2 separate regions of the Oryzias latipes genome follow, and region 1 is linked to region 2. The links are chromatin contacts, called in public Hi-C maps. All regions are on one chromosome and are shown on one strand. The core of a region is the stretch at or near the end of the contact, and the rest is flanking DNA. Distances in the headings are between cores, read along the strand shown.

Region 1 (4,834 bases), core at 2,087-4,586, 460 kb before region 2:
TCCCAGGGGCCGGCGGAGCTCGCAAGCTCCCTACTGGCTAGCGTAGCTGGCTCGATCGCTCCAGTCTCCGGCAACCCCGCGGCCCTAGCCAGTTTATAAAACGGATGGAAGTTCAGGATGAAATTCCTCGCATCGAGCAGCCATATATTTTTTTTTTTACCCCCTGAAGCGTCACATGCCCAAAGCTAAATCCCTGATTGGTTTACGCACCACGCCTACTTTTCCGCATCAGCCGCCCACGTCTGTACACTGATGGGTGAATCCCATTCGGACATCGTGAAAATGGAACGTACAATTGTGGAGCGTGTGGTAAGTGTATCGTGAAGTAATCGTAAGGCTAATGAAAGTTCCACGCACTTGTGACGGCATACAGTGTCCTTACGCCACGCTCTAGTTATGTCCGAGGACTGGTTCCTTACCGACTCCGCAGTCCAGCATCACATGACACCTGTAGAATGTCCAGACAAACTGTGTCCTTGTTCCCTAATTTTACCGACGGAATCACGTGACAACCACTAACAGGCTCGGTGCGCAGGTTTGAGAGGGGGCGAAAACTGGAAAAATCCCTACGTCCTGCCTGGATCTCACCTACTTCCCCCGTAGGTGTTGTATAAGTGTTCACTACGACCTGCCGCTCGTCTGTATCCGCATCCGCTCGTCCTCGCTATCTCATCAAGCAGATCTTAGCATTGTCCTGTGTCCTCATACGAGGTTTGCCCGTTTTTCCACCGCAGACAGTCCCCCGTAAGGACAGACGGGGCCAACGTTGAAGGAGCTGGTGCACCAGGACCTGCCTCGCCCCTGCATTTGCGTCTTTGCCTTCTTGGCATCAACCCCATAAAGATCCAATGAGCGGACACATCCTGCTGGTTCAGCAACAAGTGAGGGAGGAGGAAGGGCGGTTGATGCGGCGCTCATCATCCGACGAGCTTTTTTTTCTCCTCTAGCGGAGCCACAGAAGTGGGAGAAGAAGGTATGAAATATTAATTGGGAAACACTTCAGGACGCTTTGCTGCAGCCGAGCTTTTGGGTGGCGGCCGACTGCAGGCGAAGGCTGCTCGCTTTCCGCCCACCCGCCATTATATTATTCATTTCCAAGAAGTTCCTTGTCATGCTCCGCTCTGCGCCGTCAGCTCAGACGGGTCACCTGGTTCAGTCCGCGCTCAGATTCCGATCGTTTTCAGAGGTTCTGGTCTGGAGTGTTATCCGGATCCAGTTTGATGTGCTCCAGGTGAGCCTCAGCCGGGGTCTGACGAGGAACACGTGAACCGGTTAAAGCTTCTCACGGAGGATGAACCATTTTACTGTATCAGCCATACGGGGTGTTTGAATCACAGAACATTTGACAAATGCTGGACAGAAATACGTCTCTATGGATGACAGAACGTAAATCCAGCAGTTAAGGGGTATTAAGAAGTCGTGAACTCTTCTATTGGTCTGTCTCTCCATGTTTTAGAGCGAAGAAGGACTTCAGAAAACATTTGTTTTTCTAGGAAAACCACTCAAGTTACTGTCAATAGAAAAATACAAAATAAAAGCACCAATTAACTTGCGATATTTGATCTGCGCATACTATGACGATTTCGGAAATAGCGTTGTGTCTAATTGTTTTAATGACTGTTCTAATAAAAAATAATCTGCACATACTTTTGATACTTGATCAGCATGAGTTCTGAAACAGTGTTATGTCTATTTTTTCTGATATAGTGTCTTTTTTAATCATAGTCAAGATTTTTCTAAGGAAATCAATAATTTTAGATAACTAATCTGCATGTGCTTTGTTGATTTTATGTCTATTTTTACATAATAATAACGTCCTTCATCTTTGTCATGTGATTATTGATACCTAAATATTCGTAATGACCTGAAACTGTGTTGATAAGGAAACAATATCTGATAAAATTTTATAAATAATAATTTTATTATAATGTAATTAAATGGTTTCGGTAGAACAGGGTGGGATTCTAGAAGTTCCTTCTATTCCCTTTCAAGCAATTTTTGATTTAATGTCTAATTATCCAAAGTTTCATACGACTTTTTATGAATGTATGACTGCTGATTGTGTTGTTTTGTGCATTATTCGTGCGTTGATTGCTTGAAATAAACCATTTCAAATGAAAATAAAATAAATTTTAATAAAGCACCATGACGACACATAAAAATAATGTTAATAAAAGTTTTAAAAAGTCTATAAAAAAGGTTGAAAAAGTTATTTCTGATTGATGAAATATAAAAATATATATATTTTTATTATTATTTTGGTTATGCACTGATTTTACTTTCCAAAAATACAATATCAGTTTGACACAGTAGCTTTATTGCAAAACTTAAAATTGAAAAAAATAATTTTCACAGTAAAGATGTAACTTTGACACATTAATGACAGTTTTACTTAACATTTATTCTTTATAGTGTTTTCAGACACCAATTTAGGAGTTTGATTTCCCTTAACTTCTCCCTTAATTGTGATATATTTTTTGTTATTGGCCTTTCCATGACTAATAACTTTTACTCATAACTTATGTGTTCTTAATGAAAGTAGTTCATTTGAAAGAGCAGAACCTCGCATGTCCTCCACCAGCTCCGGGGGGGACTCCTAAAGGAATTGGTGAGCATTCAAACGGAGGAGCTCACCTCTTCACCCGGATAATCTGGTCCCTCATGGGTTTGATGTCCTGAAAACTCTGCTGGTTCACCAGACTGTAGACCAGGATGAAGCCCTGGCCGTTCCGGATGTAGAGGTCCCGCATGGAGGCGAACTGCTCGGTCCCCGCCGTGTCCAGGATCTCCAGCACCGACGGAGACGAGTCCACCTCGATCTCCTTCCGGTAGAAATCTTCAATGGTCGGGTCGTACTTCTCTATGAAAGTCCCGGTGACGAACTGGACCGTGAGGGCGGACTTGCCCACCCCGCCGCTGCCCAGCACCACTACCTTGTACTCCCGCATGGCCCCCGTCACGCGGAGCAGAGCATCCCCGCAGCCGGCCTCCGCCCCAGAGAGAGAAAGAGAGAGAGAGCGATGCTGTCACGGTCACGGGCGCGGGGGAGGATGCTGGGGCATCGATCCCGGGGATGCTCGGCCGCTAGATTCCCGCGCTAACCGGAAGGGACGCCGCTCCAAGGGCGTTCATCATGCTGCACGGCGGCGCGGGAAAAAATAAGAAAAGAGAAGAAGAAAAAGAGGATCGGCTGTAACAGGAAACGTCCGCGCGGCGCATCGTTGGCGGGACGCTAACGCCGCATCCCGCTGCACAACGACGCCGTTAAAGGAGAAGCACCGATCCCCGCCTCGTGAGGGCGGACAACGGCGGCGGCGGCGAGCAGGGGGGGGGGATCCACGCCTCTGGGGTCGGCCGATGGGCTGGAATATATGGAGCGCCGTTAGGGCCAAAAGTAAACAAAAGAGGGCGCGAAAAGAGCCAAGAGGGAAATGTTTACTCATTCTAAGAAAAAGAAAAATCAAACCCTTTTATTAAGTTATAAAAGTGAAGTTACTAAAACATTTTTATCAAGCAAATTGATCAAGTTTTTTTTAATTACACGCGATTGTGACAAAAACATTAACACACAACTCAAAAAATGAACAATTTCCCATTCTAACGAAGCACTCCCCCAGTGGCCACAAAGCTAATTATTTGACCTGTTGTGACCTTTTAACCCCCAACGCGTTCTAAAATGGAGAAATGGAGCTTTGAGCCGACACGCAACACTTTACGTCAGTAACAGAGTCAGCTGATTGCACAAAAGGTGTCAGAGTGTGGAGTAAGGTCAGCATCAAAACCTACATTTTTATCGAGAATGCACAAATACTATGATACATTTACCACACGCACGACATGGTACATCCTATTGTTCACGATGTCCCTTGGGTCGGCCGTATGAGCCTTGAGGAGACTGTAAGATACACCTTAAGAGGTGACCCGTCACCAGAACAGGCAGACGGCTGGATCCAAATGCAGCAGGTTTATTAGCTTAGCTAAAAGTCCACAAAGCTAAATCAGGGTCAGACAGGCAGGGGTCAATGGAAGGCATGAGAGCATCAGAGGAGAGACAGGATGGTCAGGATCCAGGTGAGGGACGAGGCAGGCGGCAGGCAAGCGGGGTCAGGGTCAGAAGGCAGAAGCTCAGGTCCGACCATCACACTTAGTAAGGAAGGCAGAGTGGCACAAACAATATTTCGCACTAGGTAAGGCTCAGTGCAGCGTTCAAATACACTGTGAGTGATTCAGCGAATCAGGTGTGCGGCATCCAGGAAGTGTGCGCTGGGGATGCTGGGAGAGGAAAGTGCAGTCAGCAAGCCTGGACGACCCAAAACCCGCAGACCCCGTACCGAGTTACCCCCGTCTGCGAGCATGTGACTAAGACTTTAAGCTCCGGTGTTGAAGGCTTTTTAAAAATTGGCAGATATTTGTGTTGTGACACGACAGAAGATTTTTATGAAGTACATGTAAATAAATAAAAACGCAAAACGGAGGGATAAAAGTATTTCTAGTGAGCAACTGCCACAGGTGGGAATGTTTTTTTCTGTTGTTTTTTCTGTTGTTTCTGTGTTCTCTTGACAAGATGTTAAAAATGTATCCACTAAAGTCCCACCATAAAGTCCTGAACTTTACACGTCCAGCTACCTTTTCAAACGTATGTGCTTTAATTTAACTTTATTTTGAAAAGTCAGACTACCCGTGATCCTCAGTTCAAAGAGACCCCGGAGGGGAGATTTCATGGGAAACAGTCCTTTCTTTCCCTTCGCTTTAATGCAATAGCACTGAAAAAAGAAAGTCCTCAAACTTGATTGGATAAGAATCTAAACTCAATTTCAGCTCATCAGCGTTCCCA
Region 2 (4,805 bases), core at 376-2,875:
GGTCTGTTTTTCACACTTCTGAGGGCAAACATTACATCCACTTAACACTCCATCTGTAGCTTATGGATTTATTTTAATTCACAGAAATACATTTTAGCGGTATAACACTGTCTCTTTCTATCTCCACAAACATTTTCTTTTCGTGTGCAGTTCTTCAATTTGTTTATTATCTACTCCCATTTCCTGAGGTGTGCCTCAGGGATCAGTCATGGGCCTCATGTCATTTTTGGAGTGTATCATTTATCTGGGTGTGTAAATCTTTTCTGGATCATGAGGAATTTCAAAACAACTGATTGATGACCCATTGTAACCCTTGTGCTATCCCAGGCACTTAACATTGGGAGTTGGGTCATCTAGACCCACTAGACAGTGCTCTGAACCTTTTTTCTTCAATGATTTGTGATCTTCACTGGTGTCCATGGATTACATGAAATCTTTCCACCATTATCCACCTTTGTCATGGTAGGAAGAACACGTCAATAGAAGGGTGGGGTCAGCTCAGATAGCACAAAGGTTAACTACCAAATAGTTTTCTAAAAATATTTGTTTTTGTTCATGTGTTTTGTCCAAGTTTTTATATATATTTTTTTTTATTTTAGTCAGTGAAGTTTTACAAAAATGTGAAGAATTAAACTGAAACTCAAATGTTGGAACTTAGATTTTAAATAACTAATTTAAACCACTTATTTATTTATTTGGCTTTTAAGTAATTTATGGCATTTATGTTTTATCATTTGTACATTTTTTCCTGTTTTTCCTCTTATTCTATACATTGCCTTCTCAAACTATAAGCCACAGTGTTTCCTTCCATTTCATGTTCATCTTTTGTTTGTTATTGTTTTTTAGTCTGTTGTATTTTATGCCTTTTTTTTATTGTTTTAGCCTATGTTTCCATAGATCTTTCATGTCAAGCTCCTTGTTGTCTACAGCATGATGATGAAAGAAAGGTGCTGCGCAAATAAAGTGATTGAATAAATAAAACCTCTCAATGCAATGAAATAGAAAAAAACAGATTTGTTGTATAATCAACTAAGAGCTTTTATTTGAAACAAGTACACTCTATAATTTGGGCTTTAAATTTGCTATTGGATGAAAAAAGCCTTCTTTTTTTCGTTCTGCATTTGACTGCATTGCATGTTCGGAGTATTCATACTTACATTGTACCTAGATTTTTTAATTTTTTAAAACAGTGTTTATTTGTTCATTTGTATTTTATTACATATAATACAACAACACACGTGACATCAGTATTTATATAAATTAGTATTGAAAAAGATGAGAAATCAAAAAGATATAATAAAAGGGCCGATATAGGACAAATATAGAAAAAGCTTAACATATTTATCTCCATTTTAGTTAGAATTATTTTTTAAAAATGAAAAATATAAAATAAATGGTTGGCCAATGTCTAATGTACTCTTTTTAACACGTGTCAAATATGTATATAATTTAGTTTATATGTTGCGTGAATGATTGTATGTCATTCATGGCTTTCATGTCTAAAATGTGTCATTTATTAGCAACCCTGTTCGTTTAAAAAAATGTCTCAATTGTCAACTCCGACGTCGTCCTTTAGGGGGAGCCAAAATGCAGCGTGTGACGTCAGACGTTGGACCGCGCTTACGTAACGCGTCCGTTGTTTAACACAGGCGCCACAAGGACAACCCTCGTTTAAATGACTGCGGGCGCTTGGCTGTGTGTGCAGATAACCATGTATGCCATTATTTCGCGAGGTTTAACCGCAGATAACGCTCTCTTTTGACCGCATTCGACTAGTTTGAAACGAGGAGACGCTCGTGCGCTGACCTGGATTAACCTCTTTTGCTGTCGGGGATTACTTACACCTTTACGTCAACTTCTACTATAAAGGTAATGTTTACTTTCCGGTTTCTGTGTGCCTCCTTTTGTGTTTTATAGCAGTAGAGACAGTGTTTAGACTGCCTGCTTTAATGAACTACATTACCCACAATCTTTGCGAGATTTTGATAGCTATAAATGCTCTATATTTAGAGCATTAAATAGGGCGTTTTTTGTGTGTAATCTGACTACTTCCTGTCCCAGGTGCAGCCATGGTGGTCCTGCAGAGCTACTGTGAGGTCAACTCCCCCATCTCCATCACCTGGGTGGATGAGGGCATCTCCCCCTGCTTCTACTTCACCCTGGTCCCCACCATCCTGCTGACCATCGCCATCTTCCTGGGCACCATCCACTGCGTCTTCTACCAGAAGTACGGCACAACGATGGAGCCCAAGTTCATCCCGCGCTCCCGCCTCTACGGCTTCCAGCTGGCCGTGACGGTCCTGCTGGGGCTGCAGTCCCTGGGCGGGACGGTGTACCGGGCCGCCACCGCGGCCGAGCTGCCCGGGTATGCGGTGCTGAACGGCTGCTTCTACGTGCTGGCGTGGGGCTGGGCCTTCGCCCTGCTGCGGGTGGAGAGGAGGAGGGCCCTGCTGATGGACCGCACCCGGGGCCACAGCGGCGCCCTGCTGGCATTCTGGGCTGTGGCGTTCGCGGCGGAGAACCTGGCCTTTGTCTCCTGGTACAGCCCTCACTGGTGGTGGGGCCTGGACACCACAGAACACCAGGTGAGGGATTTACCTGCACTGTTTGACTTCATACATGAATGCCCTTTGACCTCCTGATGAGCTTTGTTGCAGGTAAAGAGGTTCGGGTGGTTTGGAAACACTCCTCTTTGAGCTATGCGACCAGTCCACCCACACAGCACCTACACAGGACTAGTTTGGTGTTTTGCTGAGTCATTACTGGGCTTCCATCGTGTAAACCAATCACAATCTTAAGAGACACAGGCTCCTCCCACCTCGAGTCACCTTTTTGTTTACAGAGCTTACAGCATGACTCGACAGTTTTTTTTCAATTATAAAATGTCTATTGTATTTCCTCAATCCAACAAGTCATGCTGAGTCATGCTTCTTTCCCAAATTTCTGCCCCATTTTAACCTTTCTTTAAAACTTTTTTATTTTTGATTTACGGTTTTGTTTTAAAGTACTTTTGAATAAAGATGTCAGAGGATAGTCACTTTACTTGCACTTACTTATTGATTTGTGTTTATTTTAATTAAAAGGCTGCAGAAAAAAATCATAAAAACCGCTAAAAGCAGCATTTTGAGATAACTTTATTGACAAAAACTTTATTTCTTTTAATTTTTGTGTAACTTGTAGTTTTTTAAGTGAACACAAGATGGTGCAATTGTGCACAGAATGCCAAAATTTCACAGTTTGGAATGAAAAACAGTTGAAACATTCAGACATTTTTAATTTGATATGATCAGATAATCTTTACGTAAATTATTATAATTTTTTTACTGTACAAACGTAAATTTAACAATAGGCATATGCTATTGTTTTGATTTTTCTATTTTAAGCAATAGTAGCTTTAAAAATTAGTTTAACTGAAAGTGGATTTTTGTTCTATGTTTTAAAAATAACATTTTGTTTTTTTTTTTACATTTACACTGTTTATTAACTATCGTATTATCACTGACATGTCACTTTCCTTTCTATAAACTTTGCGTTAATCTTTTTAAATGTATTTTATAATATTTATTTTGATTTTATGTACATTAAATCTGATCAATGGGAGTGCATCATTTATTTTGAAGTCTTCATTTCTGAAAGAATTAGTTTATAAGGAAGCGACTCGTTTGAAGAGCATACAAATATTTTCAAAATAAAAGTTTTTAGGATTTTTTTTTTTAAGCTCTAACAAAAAATACAATTAAATGTGTATAGATTTTTTAAGTTTTGAGGTTTTATTCAAAAGTATTTTATTAAACTTAAGTAAACTGGTTTTTTTTTAAACATATTTAAAGCTTCTCATTTATTTATTTTTACTTCTGGAGGTTCTGAGAAGGATTTTCTTGGTGTTTTGGGGGACATTTCCTCTTGTCCTAACGTCTTTTTTGATGTGCTTCCTCCTCCCAGGTGCAGTTCGCTCTGTGGCTGATCCGCTACAGCGGCGCCGGGCTGCTCTTCTTCATCGGCCTCAGAGCTCCGGGTTTGCCCCGCAGACCCTACATGCTCCTGATAAACGAAGACGAGCGCGACGTGGAGGCCAGCGCTCAGGTTCGAGGCCGCAGACCCGTCAGTTTGACCCGCCTGGAACCGGCTCCCCGACCTTCTGCTTTTTGGTTGTGCAGAGCTTACTGGGGAGAACGGAGGAGAACCTCTCCACCTGGCAGGGCTTCAGGAAGAAGGTCCGCCTGCTGGTTCCTTACATGTGGCCTCGGGGGAACGTCTTCCTCCAGATGCTTGTCCTCCTCTGCTTAGGGCTGCTGGGAGTCGAGCGGGCCATCAACGTCTTTGTACCGATTTACTACAAGAACATTGGTGAGAGAACGGAGACTCGACGAAGAACCTGTGGCCTTCAGCTTCATACGAGAACATCTGATCTGTCTTCCAGTTAATGCGCTGACTGACGGCAGCAGCTGGAGGAGTGTGGCCACCATCGTCTGCATCTACGTCCTGCTCAAGCTCCTGCAGGGCGGAGGCGCAGGTGAAGCTTCGCAGAAGTTCCGTTCTGAAGCCACCGTGACGCTCATCTGATGGTTTCTTTGTTTTGTTTCTCCGCTCAGGGTCCTCCGGGTTCGTCAGCAACATCCGCACCTTCCTGTGGATCCGGGTGCAGCAGTTCACCAATCGGGTGGTGGAGGTGCAGCTCTTCGCCCACCTGCACTCCCTCTCTCTGCGCTGGCACCTGGGCCGTAAAACCGGCGACGTGCTGAGGAGCATCGACCGCGGCACCAGCTCCATCAACAGCCTGCTGAGGTGAGGCGTCCGGGCTCGCC

Evidence for each region. A called contact is a pair of places that touch in the nucleus more often than the background predicts.
Region 1: a contact with region 2 is called in a Hi-C map of fibroblasts, with 4 times the contacts expected there. The contact joins the promoter of LOC101155833 here to the promoter of abcb6 in region 2. A contact is called at or near these places in 3 of 5 Hi-C or Micro-C datasets (embryo and fibroblasts).

The regions. Positions count from the first base shown.
Region 1 is chr2:22,585,840-22,590,673 of ASM223467v1, reverse strand. It overlaps LOC101155833 (ras-related protein Rap-2a), which reads right to left and starts at 3,336. Exons shown (of 2, transcript XM_004066608.4): 1 at 2,635-3,336. The coding sequence starts at 2,948.
Region 2 is chr2:22,124,227-22,129,031 of ASM223467v1, reverse strand. It overlaps abcb6 (ATP-binding cassette sub-family B member 6, mitochondrial), which reads left to right and starts at 1,625. Exons shown (of 20, transcript XM_011485235.3): 1 at 1,625-1,862; 2 at 2,061-2,585; 3 at 3,943-4,083; 4 at 4,158-4,347; 5 at 4,421-4,513; 6 at 4,593-4,785. The coding sequence starts at 2,070.